2 separate regions of the Zea mays genome follow, and region 1 is linked to region 2. The links are chromatin contacts, called in public Hi-C maps. All regions are on one chromosome and are shown on one strand. The core of a region is the stretch at or near the end of the contact, and the rest is flanking DNA. Distances in the headings are between cores, read along the strand shown. Region 1 holds the start of LOC103634994 (G-type lectin S-receptor-like serine/threonine-protein kinase At2g19130). Region 2 holds the start of LOC100285848.

Region 1 (4,612 bases), core at 896-3,395, 250 kb before region 2:
CCGGGATGTTGGCGCCGTCCTGGGATGCTGGCGTTGTGCTGCTGCGAGGAGTCCCAGGTGGTGTCGAGGAGGAAGAGATGGTCGTGGCACGAGACGTCGACGTACTCGGTGATGGAGTTGTTGTGCTCCTCGTCGAAAGTAGGCTCGCCATCGAAGCCTGGGGGTGAGGCCGCCGAAGAGCCGAACACATCGCCTGGGTACATCGGGGCCACCGAAGAGTCGAACACGTCGTCGTACATCGGCGTGGCGACGGAGGAGGTGGCGGAGTTGGAGGATTGCAGCCCTGAGACCGTGTCCTCCACCCTGTCGCCACCACGGCCAACCAGCGCATCTGTCAAGCGGAGCTCCATGTACGCCATCGCGTCGAGAATCTGCTGCATTGCCGCCTCCATGCGTGCAATCTTCCAGGATGCGAGTAGTCTGATACCAAATGTTAGCAACATCTCTCAACCAAACACTGGATAATTGGATTCAATTATGATATGAGTACATGACGATAGGAAAGGAAAGTTGCAACGAGCTAAGGATCTATACGGAGAAGTAGAACTCTAGAAGATAGGAGGAAGAGACTGAAGAGGTAGAAGCACAATATGGAATGGATGTCTTCTGAATATTTCATTGATGCCTATTGTCTGCGCAGCTTCTCCATTTTATAGCAGAGAATACCCCATGCCACCTTCCAAGGGCCCACATGACACCACATGGCAGTGTACTCACAAAAATGTTGTCTATAAATGAAAGTACAGAGTCATTTTTTTAAAAATAAAAAATCGGTACCACGACGGAGATGGTCCAGGGAGGTAAATTGGTTTTTTTATGCCAGTTGCGCATGGAACCGCAAGGCCTCGTGCCTGACGAGCCCACCACCAATAGTTCAGCCCAATACTACCGATTTAGCCCAGCAAGATACACACATCCATTTCCCACCCTAGGCCCAACCGAGAGAAAGCCCCAAGAGAAGTCCCCAGGCCCAACAAAGAAAAAAACTGCGCTCTGTCCACACTGCCACTGCCAGTTTTTCTTTTTGTATTTTTTTTTGTACCTCTGTTCACGTGATCACGTCTTTCCTATCGTCTCGTCTCTGCATTTTCTGGGTCTACCGAATAAAAACAAAACAAATAAATGTTGTTTGGTCGGTTCGCTTTTGATTTGTAGCCGTAGCCATTTTTCATGCTTCCACCCCTACTAATCTACTATTTTTTCCTCCACTAAAGCCACACTTTGCATGTTGCGTTGCCTGCCTCCACATTTGACAGCAAAAGGTTAACGGGGAAGCTGCTCCACAACAAGCTTTGGCATTTTTACCTAACTAGTAGTGAAAGCTACTTCCCGCTTTCACAAAAGCCGGACACCATGTAGTTAAAAACATATATAGAGAGATGTGCATCGATCACACTGGAATCCATTATTTGTTTGAAAGCTTTTATAGTAGCATTTTATTAGGCTATCTCCATTATCTTACACAATCACATACCCATATATACTAGAGTGAATTCACTACCATGTTCTAACTTTAAAATTTTCACAGCATCAATTGTTTTTTTGGAAACGAGTAATAATGATAATATTTCAATTTATGCGTAGCAGTATAGCTAGATTCATCTGTGTCTCATCTTACAAGTCGAACCTTAAATTAAAACGCTGTGTTTATACTTTAAAATTTTCACAAAAGTAATCGATCTTTTTTTGGAAACGAGTCAGAACGATAATATGCTAATTTGTGTGTAACGGTATGGTTATATTCATGTGCGGGTCCCAACTTAGATGTCCGACCTTAAAATTAAAACATCGCGTTTACATCTTAAAAATTTTACGAAATTGATTATTTTTTAAATGATTAAGAATGATATTTTGCTAATTTGTGTAACAGATGAACCCACTTTTAAAAAGCATGACCTTAAAATTTAAGCTTTGCATTCATATCTTAAAATTTTCTCGAAATCAACCAATATTTATTGGAATGACTTAGTTTAACAATTGATTAAACTATATTGATTTTTTTGAAGATTTACACATATACCATAGTTTAAAAGTTATATCAATACCGACCCATAAAATCTATTACAGCCCAAACCATTAGGAGGCCTAGAAGTAATGAAAAAGAAAGATTGTCGATTAAAATATAAAGCAAAGACCATATAAATATAATATTAATTAAATCATAAAATCATTTCTAACATGTGATAGTATCTATGTGTAACTACTGGTGTCAAATGGCCACAACTTTTCCAAAAGGTCATAAGGATACACTAGCTAGTCTAGATTTTAGAAACGTGCACACATCCGTCGGAGGAGAAAAATCCAGTCGCGGCATTCATTGCTAACCTGTTCCTCCCGTGTCATTTTTCTGAGGGAGTCAAAGAGAAACGACGGCGTGGCGTGGCGTGGCGCGAGGTCGGAGATCCAGCGGTGAAGTCGCACTAAAGTAAAAGGCTTGGTCAAAGGCGAGGCGGCAGTTCTCGCCGGAGCTCGGAGCTATCGTGTACGGCAGCACGAGCACTCAGCTTCAGGTCACCTCATTCATTCTTGCTCACCTCGCTGGTGACTTCTTCTTCCCTGCCGTGTTCGTGCTCGTCCCCCCCTGCAAGTGATGCCCGGTACCGCAATGGAGGCACCAAAGCGTAGCTGCTCCCCGTCGGGGCCTCGTGGGTGCGCGACGCCCACCTTCCTCTTCTCCATCGTCCTGCTGCTGGCACTGGCAGTCGCTGCTTCGGTGACGGACACCATCCTCCCGGGCGCGGGCATCTCCGGGAACCAGACGCTGGTGTCCAAGAACGGCGACTTCGAGCTGGGCTTCTTCTTGCCGGGCGCCGGCATCCACCGCTTCCTCGGCGTCCGCTTCAAGAAGATGCCGGGCACCAGCCCCACGTTCTGGGTCGGGGACAGGGTGGTCATCTCCGACATCTCAGCCGCGGCGCTGGAGGTCTTCGGCGGCAGTCTGTGCATCACGGAGGCCGGGTCTACCCTCTGGTGCTCGTCCGTCGCGGGAGCCGGGCCGGGGCCCCCGCCGCCGTCCGCCGCCGCAGCCGCGGTGCTCCTCGGCAACGGCAACCTGGTGGTGAGGGACCAGGCCGACGACGCATCGTCGCGGGTGCTGTGGCAGAGCTTCGACTACCCCGGCGACTCGCTGCTCCCCGGCGCCCGGCTGGGGCTCGCCGCGGGAACGGGGGCCAACGTCTCGCTGACGTACAGGGACTTCTCGCACAACGGCAGCCTCAGCGTGGACCCGAGCAGGAGGAACGGCTTCGTGCTCAGCACCGACGGGCATCCCAGCAGCCTGGGGACCTTCCCGGACTGGATGGTGACGTCACAGGACAACGGCACCTCGCTGGTGCTGAACCCTCCTCCGGACAGCTCTAACCTGACCGAGTTCTTGCAGTTCAGCCTGGGGCAAGTGAGCCTGATGCGGTGGTCTGCAGCGGCGAACACGAACAGCAGTGGCTGGGTGGCTCGCTGGACCTTCCCGTCGGATTGCAAATCCAGTGGCTTCTTCTGCGGTAGCTTTGGTGCTTGCAGGAGCAATGGAGAATGCAGCTGTGTCCGCGGATTTGAGCCTTCCTATCCAGCGGAGTGGAGCCTCGGATACTTCGCAACCGGTTGCTCGAGACCGAGATCTCTTCCGCTGAGCTGCCAGACGAACGGCCAGACTGAACAAGACGACTCCTTTATCCTGCTAGACAAGCTGCAGGGGCTCCCGTATAATCCCCAGGATGGTTTAGCAGCAACTGATGAAGACTGCAAACAAGCCTGTCTCAGCAGATGCTACTGCGTCGCGTATGCGTATCACTCCGGATGCAAGCTGTGGTACTACAACCTGTACAACCTGAGCTTCGCTTCCAGAGGACCTCCTCCATACAGCAAGGTTTATGTTCGTTGGGGCTCCAAGCTCAGGCCCAAGAGTGGTCTGCGCACAGGGCTGATTGTATCCATGGTGGTCGGGTCAGTAGCGTTGGCTGCCGTGATAGTGATACTGGCGCTCCTATGGCGATCCCGGACCTGGAGAGGTGTATTTACTTGCAGTCGCAGAGAGTTTGAAGCAGGAGGTTCTCTCGCGTTCTACTCTTACGCGCAGATGAAGAAGGCTACAAGGAACTTCTCCGACAAACTCGGCGAGGGAGGGTTTGGAAGCGTTTTCAGGGGAACAATGGCAGGACCAACCGCCGTCGCCGTGAAGAGGCTCAAACGCAGCGGGCAGGCGGACAAGCAGTTCAGAGCCGAGGTGCAGACGCTCGGGGTGATCAAGCACGCCAACCTCGTCCGCCTCCTGGGCTTCTGCGTTAGAGGAGACACGAGGCTGCTGGTCTACGAGTACATGCCGAACGGGTCTCTGGACGCGCACCTCTTCTCGGAGAGATCCGCTCGTCTGAGCTGGAGCCTCCGCTACCAGATCGCGCTCGGCATCGCGAAGGGCATCGCCTACCTCCACGAGGAGTGCGAGGACCGCATCATACACTGCGACATCAAGCCCGAGAACATCCTGCTGGACTCGGAGCTCCGCGCCAAGATCGCCGACTTCGGCATGGCGAAGCTCCTCGGGCGCGAGTTCGACTCGGCGCTGACCACCGTCCGGGGCACCATGGGGTACCTCGCGCCGGAGTGGATCTCCGGGCGG
Region 2 (5,127 bases), core at 2,098-4,597:
TAAATCTAAAGAACTGCTGTATATGAGAGAGGGATCTTCTATCCTTATCACGGGCAAGCTCACCAAAGAGAGAGAGGAGAGGGACCTAAAAGGTGACGGTGTTGGCGATAAAAGAAGGGGCTTGGTTCTTTAAATCGTGTTGTTTTTTCTAGAAATAAAACAAGATGTTTTATATAACGAGTTCAACTCATGAAAAGAAGGGGCTCAGAGCTATTCCCCGACGGATGAATCTACGCTGTTAGCGTTGGCGTAGGTAGGAGAGTTCAGTTGAGAAGGTAGAGCAAAATTAAAGAGGGTACATTTGGTCTTTATGAGTGCATACGACTCTTTCCTAGAGATGAAATTTTAACTAAATATATAGGATTTGCATTCTATGGGTATGCATTTGCATTTACTGCGAGTAAGAGCAACTCCAAAAGACTAGATATATGGTTTTGTAAAGGTAAATTTAGCTAATATTAAAAAAATTGTATCCAATAGACTCTCTAAACGACTCTTAAAATTTAGTGGCTCTCTATTTCTCCATCTTCGCTCTCCAATTTTAGATAGTCTGTTTCACTCTCTATTCAATCTGTAGGTTTACCAAGTCTGTTGGATTAGCCTACACTTTTTCTCTAAAATCTATTTTAAAGAGTAGCTAATCAGTAAATTTTACTAGTCTTTTTAGCTAATCTCTTAGTTGCTCACCTTAGCTTCGCCCACGACGCATACAAAGTGAGATTCCCAGACAAATATTTCCATTGACCCCTGCTTGGTTTGGCAGCTGGATAGTCTTGCCAGCAATAGCGGCGCAGGACGGCAGCGCGCAAGTATTTAAACGCCCTAAAATTTCATGTCCACAGTTGATGCAAGAAAAACTAGTCCATTTTGCATCTTCCACTGACCACTGATGCAGCCGGGTAGCTGCTGATTGAAAGCAACTAACTTTTTTTTCTGATTTTTTTTCTAAAAGAGAAAAAACTTAATGACTAACCACAGCCTCTTGCTTACTCTGAGAGCAAGCAACTAACTAGCAGAATTCTGATGTTTTCCATGAATGGTTTATCCATACATACTGTAATGTCAATTGGTCAGTTGATTGATCACTGATGTTCATGCAGAGTACTATACTATATGGAATAGCAGCACACCAATGTAATGCACAATGCACTGCACAGTGTATTTCCCCAAATTACCAGGGTGAATCGATCGCCATCATCAAGACGCATGCTTCGATTTGTATGAAGCTTGCAGCTACGGTACGCTACTCCAGTCCACGAATCTCAGCTCACTGCGCTGGCAGTGGCATGGATACTCTCCACCAACCACTGGAATGGATACTTATACTAGCCTATGTACAACACGGTCCAGTCTGACTCACTTGTCCTCCATGACCAGCCTGGGGCCGCCGCCGCTGGCAATGAAGCGCAGGGCAAGCTCGTAGGCGGAGAAGATGGCGCCGTTGACGACGAACGCGCGGGCGACGGCGGTGCCGAGGCCGCGCCACAGCACGGGGAGGCCTTCCTCCCGGACGCTCCTCTGGAAGCAGTCGACGACGCCGCGGTACCTGGGCGCCGACGCCGACGCCGCGCCCTGCGCCTGGAGCCGCGACTTGACCACGTCCAGCGGGTAGCAGCACACCCAGCTGGCGACCCCGGCCAGGCCGCCGGCCACGAGCATGGTGCCCAGGCCCTCGTCCCCGTCTTGGTCCTGGCTGCTGCTGCTGCGGCGGCACCCCGGGTGCAGGCGCTCCCGGGCGCGCTCGTACGTCCAGAAGTAGACGCCGTGCGCCGGCGCGTCGCGGAGCGCGGTCACCGCCAGCCCGCGGTACACGCCGCGCAGGCCCTCGCGCCGGAGGATTTCACGGACCATCTCCACGGGGCCGTGCCCCGACGCCGCCTCCAGCTGCAGCCGGATCTTGACCAGCTCCACCGGGGACAGGATCAGCGTCTGCAGCGCCCCCGTGCTGACGCCGGCCAGCGCCACGCTCGCGTAGGACGGCGGCTCGGAGGTGGCGGGGCCCAGCGACCGCGACAGGACCGCATACACCTGGAACACCATCGCGTTCTGCAAACACAGACAGCAACAGCGAGCATTTTCGTTAGCTAGCATGGGACATGACAATTGACACCACCATAGCGCGCGTGGCAGACTGGTGAGAGAGCACGGCGAAAGGAGGCCATGTGAAGCCGAAGCATGCCATGTGAGCGCCTGCAGCGCCGCAGCATTTCGCCAGAGATTCAACCCAAACATGTGTCGTGCCCACACTGCCCACTGATTCTGCCAGATGCAGGTATTTCCTGCTGTTCGTCTGGTAACCCACTCGGCCGAAAATGAGATGACCATTTCGACACGTCTAGCTATCTATCTCTGGAGCTTGCTGGCTGCTTGTGTTCGCGAGTGCACAAAGAGACAGACAAGGCAAGAAAAGGTAGTGCCGTCGCCCGATGGCTAAACTCGATCGGTAGCGAGTGGTGTAGCGCATGTGCTTTTGTGGAGCAAATAAAAATGTCATCTTTGAAAGCGATCGCCTTTTACTAAAAAGTAAGCAATCCTTGGAGACAAAGGGGAAAAGGAAGACGTATCGAAAGGATCCACGGCGTCCGTCCGAGGCCCTGGGATCCGTGACCCGCCCGTCCGGATCGCACGCGGCGTGACCGCGTGAGAAGGAACAGAAGCGCGGCGACGTGGAAGAAGGGCCGACTGACCTGGAAGGCGACGGAGGCGAGCGGCGCGGCCATGCCGCGGTAGAGCGCGCAGGGGCCCTCGGCGCGGAGGATGCCGCGTAGGAGGCGCGGGGCTGAGGGGTGCGCGTCGCGGCGGCGTGGTGCGCCCGCGGCGGGCGGCTGCTGGAGGCGGATGCGGAGCGTGTCGAGCGGGTGGCCCGCCAGCACGCCCGCCATGCCGCCCACCCCGCCGGCCACGAACTCGCGCCCGCCGCTGGAGGCCAGGAACTCCGGCCAGAACTCCATGGACCCGCACCCGCCGCCGCTGGTGTCGTCGCTGTACGTGCCAGCGGCGACCATCCGAGGGCCGGGCTGGATCGGGCCACGCGCGGCGCGGAGTGAACGAGACGGACGGTCCTCCGTCCCTCCGCCTGCTATAGGTGATGTTGGCTATGTATGGATGGATGGGTCCGAAACTAAAGGCAGCGCGCGGCGGCCTCCGTTGGAAAAAAAAAAACGTCGGCGCGCGCGGCCGGAGAGAGCGGAGGAGGAGGAGGAAGTGGTGGCGGGATGTTGCTGGGAGGCCGGGAAGCTAGCCGCGCGCGCGCCGCCTGAGGCGGAGAGAAGAAAGTGGTGTCTAGATGGAGAGGAGACGAGAGGTCGCTGTGCCCATGAATTGCGGCAACGGCATGCGGTATTTGTGTGTGGCTGGCTGCTTCGCTTTGGCCGTTGGCATGCGCCGAGGAAACCGGCCACGCTAGCGCTAGCGCCTCCGATCCGTTCCTTTCACGAGTATAAATAAAACACGTTCGAATTGTTGTTGTCTGTAAATTCGGTAACCATGAAATTGACTGCTACATCTTGCGGTTTAACACTGGCTATTTATTTAGGCAACAAATCGTGTGCATACACGCTTCATTCGGTGTAACCATGAAAACGTTTGCTATATGGAGTGTGCTGTGTGCATCCATATCGTGTAGATGTACGTGAACGTGAGAAAATTTTGCAAAAAATAACGCCCAACGACCTATACTGTTTTGCACTTAACCCCACTTACATGCAAAACAGTATGGACCCGCGAGCGTTTTTTACAAAATTTTCTCACGTTAACGGACAACCACGCGATACAGATGGACGCTCCACAACAAATGTTTGCACGGAATGTAGCGATTGCGCATGATATGTTGCGATTTATTTAGGCACCAACGAGTTGTGTACCGGGAACAAACGAAACACATTGTGCACAGCGCCAGGTTAGAGTACCTCCAAGGGTTTTTTTCTTCTTCTAAATTTCACTCTCTAAATTATAGTTTGGAGAGTTATTTAAATAAAACCACTTTTTATATCTTTCCAATCTCCAACAAGCATTCTATATCTTGTTTATACTGTAAAGAGTCATTGTGCTTTCTATCTTTGGCTAGTTAGAAAACCTGGAATATAAGACATCTATATTTGATAACCATTTAAATAAGTTGTTGGAGCGTATTTATTTTTTTAAAAACCCTCTATTTATATTAACTAGGAAAAATAGAGAGTATGTCTCTTACACGTCACATCAAGCACCTCAACACTTGAGTCACAATATGAATATGAATTTAAGTGTGTAGGAATAAGAATATATTTTAAAAAGGTTAAAAATTAAATAATGGAGACTAAACGTCTACAACTATATCTTCTAGAAACACTTCAAGATGCTCATGTTGGTGACAAATCAAACACATATGTGCACGAGCATGACCACATTGACGTCAAGTTAGACGTACACGTACCTCAGCAACATGAATCACAATTTGAATTTAAGTGTGTAGGAATAAAAATAAGAATAGCTTTCAGAAAAAGTTAAAAGTAAAATTTAGAGACTAAGCTATACAAGTAAATCTTCTAGAAATCCTTCAAGATGCTCATGTTGGCGACGAATAAAACACATGCGTGCACGAGCATGACCACATTATATTGGCGTCAAGTTAGACGTACCTGAGACAATATGAATTTAAGTGTGTATGAATAAAAATAAGAATAGCTTTTTCAACAAAAGTTAAAATTAAAAATTGGAGACTAAGAGTTCACTCTATGACCGATGGTACTTACTCATGGCAACTCTCTAGAATCATATATTGTCCACACATAACAATACGAATCTTTTGTGCGTACTTTCTTCTCACTTATTAGGACACAAGAAAACTTCCCGGTCGACCACTCATCACAAATTGCTCTAAGTCAATCACGCTTAACTTGAAGTTTCTTTCGAAATAGTCTTTGTAAAAAGAAATACACATTGTTGATATGAGTACTATATTAATTCTATTAAGTCTTAAGCCAAGATATCACCATCCTGTATGGTCATGATATCACAGTATATATACAACTAGATCTTCTACAAATCATTCAAGATGCTCATGTTGTCGTCAAATGAAACACATGCGTGCACGAGCATAATCACGTTGGCACCAAGTTAGACGTACCTCAGCATCATGAGTCACGA

The links. A called contact is a pair of places that touch in the nucleus more often than the background predicts.
Region 1: a contact with region 2 is called in a Hi-C map of endosperm, with 2.4 times the contacts expected there. The contact joins the promoter of LOC103634994 here to the promoter of LOC100285848 in region 2. A contact is called at or near these places in 11 of 25 Hi-C or Micro-C datasets (bundle sheath, ear, endosperm and 4 more) and 1 of 3 datasets of contacts at active chromatin or transcription factors (leaf).

Annotation. Positions count from the first base shown.
Region 1 is chr8:27,571,817-27,576,428 of Zm-B73-REFERENCE-NAM-5.0, forward strand. LOC103634994 (G-type lectin S-receptor-like serine/threonine-protein kinase At2g19130) reads left to right here and starts at 2,146. Exons shown (of 1, transcript XM_008657567.4): 1 at 2,146-4,612. The coding sequence starts at 2,591.
Region 2 is chr8:27,825,440-27,830,566 of Zm-B73-REFERENCE-NAM-5.0, forward strand. It overlaps LOC100285848, which reads right to left and starts at 3,348. Exons shown (of 2, transcript NM_001372341.1): 1 at 2,688-3,348; 2 at 1,031-2,046. The coding sequence starts at 3,005. The coding sequence ends at 1,357.